Regions from separate parts of the Mus musculus genome. Here region 1 is linked to region 2. The links are chromatin contacts, called in public Micro-C maps. All regions are on one chromosome and are shown on one strand. The core of a region is the stretch at or near the end of the contact, and the rest is flanking DNA. Distances in the headings are between cores, read along the strand shown. Region 1 holds the start of Ppp2r2a (protein phosphatase 2, regulatory subunit B, alpha). Region 2 holds the start of Kif13b (kinesin family member 13B).

Region 1 (2,769 bases), core at 137-2,636, 2.4 Mb before region 2:
CTGTTTTAAGATGAGTACATTGTTGTTGTCTTCAGGCACACCAGAAGAGGGAATCAGATCCCATTACTGATGGTTGTGAGCCACCATGTGGCTGCTGGGAATTGAACTCAGGACCTTTGGGAAAGCAGTCAGTGCTCTTAACCACTAGGCCATCTACCCAGCCCTCCTTCTGTCTTTCAAGACAGAGTTTCTTTGTGTGGACTTGGCTGTCCTGGAACTAGCTCTGTAGACCAGGCTGACCTCCAGAAATCTGCTTGCCTCTGCCTCCTTCCCCTCCCTCTCTCTAGGAGGAGAGCTTGGCACTACTAAGAAAGGGCATTTGACCTAGTTAAAGGTGAATAGGAAAGGGGGGGGGGAATGTCAGAGAGTCTGACTGGAAGAGGCTACATTTAAATGGATTTATTTTAATTTTTTGCATGTGTTTGATGTATGTATGTTAGGCAGAGTCTTCTATAGATAGCCCAGGCTAGCCTCAAACTCAGCTGTCCTTGAACTCTAGAACCTCTTAAATGAATACAAGCGCTGTTGAGATTATAGGAATGTGTCACCACGGCCAGAAGAACATATCTTCCTCTTCCTCCTCCTCCTCTTTTTCCTCCTCCTCCTCCTCCTCCTTCTCCTCCTTCTTCTTCTTCTTCTTTTGGTTTTTCAAGACAGGGTTTCTCTGTGTAGCCCCGGCTACCCTGGAACTCACTCTGTAGACCAGGCTGGCCTTGAACTCAGAAATCCGCCTGCCTCTGCCTCTCAAGTGCTGGGATTAAAGGTGTATGCCACCACTGCCCAGCAGAACATACCTTCTTAATCATTGATTTTACCACTTTTATCTGAAAAGACCTTGGCTACTTTTTGCGGCATTCACAACATCCAATTTCTGTGGCGAGCTATTCTTAACTGCTCGCAGTAGCCAAGGGCTCTAGTCCATGGGAAGGTAACCTAATTCACCCAGATGGAACCAGTCCAGTTGTGTCCTTCTGGGCTCAGTGAACTCTCACCTTGGGCAGGCAGTGGCAAGTATGCATCACTCTCCCTTAATTTTGGTGCCTCCGGGGCTCACCCACAGGGTCACTGGAGCAACAAAAGGGGTATTCTCTCGAGAGGGCCAGCTCACCATGTGGTTGAGCATAAGTGAACATATGAGGCCATCCCAAAGTTCCGGCCTTGGCTCTACGGCTTGGGACAGTGAGAGGTGCAGACAGGCCAGGCCTTGGCCACTTGGGCACCGCGGCTTGGCACATCCAGCCCACAGCCACAGCAAACTAAGTGCAGCTCTAGCTCTGTACAGGGACCTTCTCAAGGATCCTAGCGGGCGGGGCGGGGCGAAAGCAAGACAAGAAGGAGGCGTGGCTAACACAGCACGACCCGCCCCAAAGACGCTCCGCCCCCTCAAGTGACGTCACCGGCCAGCCAGCGGGCGCCATTTTGAAAGTGGAGTCGCCTGTCCCTGCCGCCGCGGCCGCCGTCGCTGTCCTAGCCGCCGCTGCCGCCGCCACTACTACCGCCGCCGCCGCCGCTACTGCCGCCGCTGCCGTCTCCACCGCGAGAGAAGGAGCACGAGACGGGACGCCCCTGAGTGAACGCCACCATCCTGCCGACCGCTCCACCCGGGCCGCTTCCTTTCCGCCCCGGTCCCGGTCCCCTCCCCCCTCAGGTGCCATCCGCCTCCATCCGCGCCCTCGATCCCCCCATCCCCAGGTGTGGGGGCTGAGCCCCGGTCGCGGAGACCCCGACGAGCCCGGCAGGGTCACCATTTGCAGCGCGACATGGCAGGTAAAGAAGAAACGGCCCTTGGGCGGCTGACAGGGTGCCGTGCCGCTTCCTCTGCGCGCTCTCCGTCACCCCCTAGCGACCGTGGTGGCGGGGCCTCGGCCTGGGGCGCTGGCCGAGTGTGGGGCGGGCGGGCGGGCCTGGCACTGAGCTGGGACTGTGGGGCCTGGAGGCCGGGCCCGGGGCCTGGCACTACAGGAACACGGCACGGGTGCGTTGGGGGTGGGAGACGGCGTGGGTGGGGCGGGTGCAGGCGTGCAGATGGGTCCCCTCTGCACCCTGCTCCCTCCGCTCTTCCTTACATATTCATTCCTCTTCCCGGTCTACTGAGAACCTTTCTGTAGAAATGTATTCTGGACCGATAAGAAGGAAGACAGCTTTGCAAGTTAAAATACAATGGAGGCATACCCCCACCCCCCCAACTCACGGTCACCCCCCCCCCAACCCCCAGCACCACACAAACATTAATGGGGTAGGTCAGGTTTTGAGGGTGTAAGCCTGAATTTCGTTTTCGATTTTGCTCCCTTCCCGTGTCTTATTTTTTTGCCACTCACGAATGCTAAGCCTTTAATAGAAGTTGCAAGGATTGGGGTGGGGGCTGGGTGGGAGAGAAAGGTAATTTAAACTTTGCATTTTGCACGGTAGCGTTTGGGCAGATGTCCTTTTCCCAGAAGGGTTTCTTGGAGTTAAAATAGTTGTGGAGTTCGCCGATATAAATAGCCAAAGGGAGAGGGATTTTATAAAACCTTGCTGAGGGGGGACGGGGGGGGTGCGGGGGGAGAAAGCCTGATTGAGAATAATTTAGCAAGGAATGGGTAAAGGAAAAGCGAGGTTTAATGTCGTTTGAGAGTCGGTTATCTTTGTACAATTTAGTCTTGAAGCCCTTCCTCTCATAGAGTAATTCTGGATTGAGATTGAGTTTCTTTTCCAGAAATCCCGGGGTGCCCCCATCCCCCCATTTCCTCTTCAGTGCTGAGCAGTGAGTGTCGGAGATTAAACCAATTT
Region 2 (2,722 bases), core at 28-2,527:
TATGTCGGATTTCATTTGGCTGTTTTCTTTTTTTCTTTAGTTTTTTTTTAATCGCAGTAATGATCACAATGAGGTGAAGTGATCTAAAATAAAGATGTCTGGATACTCAAAAAATGGGAGAACTGAAAACTTTCAGACTTCTAAGCTACTCACTCTGTTTTGTGAGAACCTGGATGTTAGGAGGCAATGAGCTGAGAGCTTAAAAAGTTCCGTCTTCAGGGGAAAAGCTTGCCTCATAGACTTCAGCAGGTTCAAGTAGGCAAACCAACGACAAGAAAACAGAGACACCAAGTTCCCAAGGAACAACCAACCAGAGAAATCTTTGTTAACTTTTACACCTACTTACCTCAATACATACACAAAAGGGCAAGGAGACAGAAAAACTATTTCCTACACACTAGACTTTAAACACAGTAAAACAAACTAGAAACCTTGGAAAATGACTCCTGCACTTAATAATGGCTCTAGCTAGTCAGTAGTCTAAATCAATTAGCAGCAATTCCATCTCCCGGGAGCGCGGCAGCAACCTCAATAACAAGACTTGTCTAGAAAGTGTTTTCAAACACATCACCTCATTTTAAGTACCCTGCCCAGTCACCCTCTGGTGAAGCTACAGAGGCAAAAAGCAGCTACTCCCCGGATTCAAGTTGGGCTTCAGTCTTTCCAACTTGGATAGATGATTTACGTGTCCTGGGTTTATCTACTTTCTCTACCCTCCCTACAGACTTCAGAGCATGTCTGAAAGATACAATTTCCCAAGAATCTTGGCACTGAGACTATTTATTGTTGAGATGATGACTATCACTTCAAGCAAAAGGAAAAAAAGGAAACCTCTCGACAGTCATAAACCAGAAAAGAACTAAGAAGGCATGCATGTCCTTCCTTTTCTGCAAACAGCCACAAGGTGCAGGTTCAAGGGAGAACGTGGAAAATCGAAAAGTAGGGCTGTCCGCCCTAAGAGCTGCGTACACAGGAGGACTGCGAGGCCGGAGCTGCCCCAGGCCTGGAGAGCTCGGTGACAGCTGGCGGGGCGGAGGGCTGAGGGCCCGACCGCGCCGTCGAGGGCGCACGCGCGCTGAAGGGAGCCCGCCGAGACCCCCGGGACGCCGAAGCTCTACCACCACAGGCACCTGTCGCCCCCGGCCCGGGACAAGCGCTCACCTCGTCGGTTCATTGGCCGGACCCGTACCGCCACTTTCACTTTGGAGTCTCCCATCGTGCTACCGCCGGGGTTCTCACTGCACCTCCGTCTACCTCGGCCACCGGACAAACTCTCCGAGGCCAACCCGGCGGGCGGGGGCTGTGGGGGAAAAGGGGGCGGGACCGACGAGGGGCGAGGACCGGTGCGTCCCGGGGCATGCTGGGATGTGTAGTTCCCACAAGTCAGGCCGAGGCGCTGGCGGGAAAATTCGCGCGCCGCTCTCTGGAACTTGTAGTCATCTGTCGCCGTTTTACAATTGTGCCGCTGTTCCTGTACCTCCCTCTCCTTTCTTTTCCTTCTCTTTCTTTACTTCTTCCTCTCTCTTCCTTCCTTCCTATCTGTTGCAGGATTTTCCCTGTCCATCCCGCAACACCTAACTTCTCTTTTGTGTGCGTGTGGAGAGTTTTCTGGACATTAAAATTAGCACTTTATGAATGGTAGGCAAGCGCTCTATCCTTGAGTTATATTCCCAGCCTTCCTTTTATTATTTTTTGAGATAATAAAAGTAGAGATAGTTTATTAAGAAAGAGAAAGCCAACTGGCCATGGTGTCACAGGCCTTTAACCCCAGCACTTGGGAAGCAAAAATAGGCTGATCGCTGTTGAGTTTGAGGCCAGTCTGGTCTATAGCATGAGATCCAGTATAGCCAGGAATATAAAGAGAAACCCTGTCTCAAAAAAAGAAAAAAGAAAAAGAAAGAAAGAAAAGGCACTTCTAAGAATAGGAATGGGCTAGTGAGCTGGGAAAATACATACACTGCCTTGTTGGTGCTGGGCCTTTCCCCTTCTGTGTAATGTACTTGTTATTTATTTATTTATTTATTGGATGTGTGTGTGTGTGTACACATGTGGGAGCATGTGTCAAAAGACAACTTTCAAGAGTCAGTTCTCTCCTTCTATCTACCCTGTGGGTCCTAGGGATGGAATTCAGTTATCTGGCTAGCAAGCCAGAACATTTACCCACTGAACCATCTCAATGGCCCTGTTTGGAGTTTTGTTATAGTTTTTCATTGGATGGGTGGGGTTTTTGGGGTTTGTTTTGTTTTGTTTTTTTACTTCTTTTTCTCTTCTTTTTTTATGTTTATGGATGTTTGCCTGAATGTATATCTGTATGCCTGTGCTGAATTCAGAAGAGGGCATCCGATCCCCTGGACCTAGAATTACAGAGAGTTGCGAGCCACCACATAGGGGCAGAGAATAGAGCCCAGTGAGCCAGCTCTCCAGCCCCTGTGCTTTGGGTTTTGATAGAGGTCCACATGAGTTGCTCAAATTAGCTTTTTACTTGCAATCTTCCTGTCTCACCCTCTCAAGTAGCTGGAATAACAGACCTGAGGCCTCTCTCGCCTGCCTCTGTATCTAGCCCTAGCTGGTCTGTAAACTCACTCAGTAGACAGACTGGTCTCCACTTCAGAGATCCATCTGCTTCTGCCTTCTAAGTGCTGGAGCTAAAGGTTTGCACCTCGCCTCACCTCGATTCTGCAGGACTCTTAAACTCTAGCAATCTGTATTGAGACTACGGTGT

What was found. A called contact is a pair of places that touch in the nucleus more often than the background predicts.
Region 1: a Micro-C map of embryonic stem cells shows a contact between it and region 2, with 7 times the contacts expected there. The contact joins the promoter of Ppp2r2a here to the promoter of Kif13b in region 2. A contact is called at or near these places in 2 of 39 promoter capture datasets (liver and pre-B cells) and 1 of 484 Hi-C or Micro-C datasets (embryonic stem cells).

The regions. Positions count from the first base shown.
Region 1 is chr14:67,071,088-67,073,856 of GRCm38.p6, reverse strand. It overlaps Ppp2r2a (protein phosphatase 2, regulatory subunit B, alpha), which reads left to right and starts at 1,386. Exons shown (of 10, transcript NM_028032.3): 1 at 1,386-1,767. The coding sequence starts at 1,761.
Region 2 is chr14:64,651,096-64,653,817 of GRCm38.p6, reverse strand. Kif13b (kinesin family member 13B) reads right to left here and starts at 1,277. Exons shown (of 40, transcript NM_001081177.2): 1 at 1,162-1,277. The coding sequence starts at 1,216.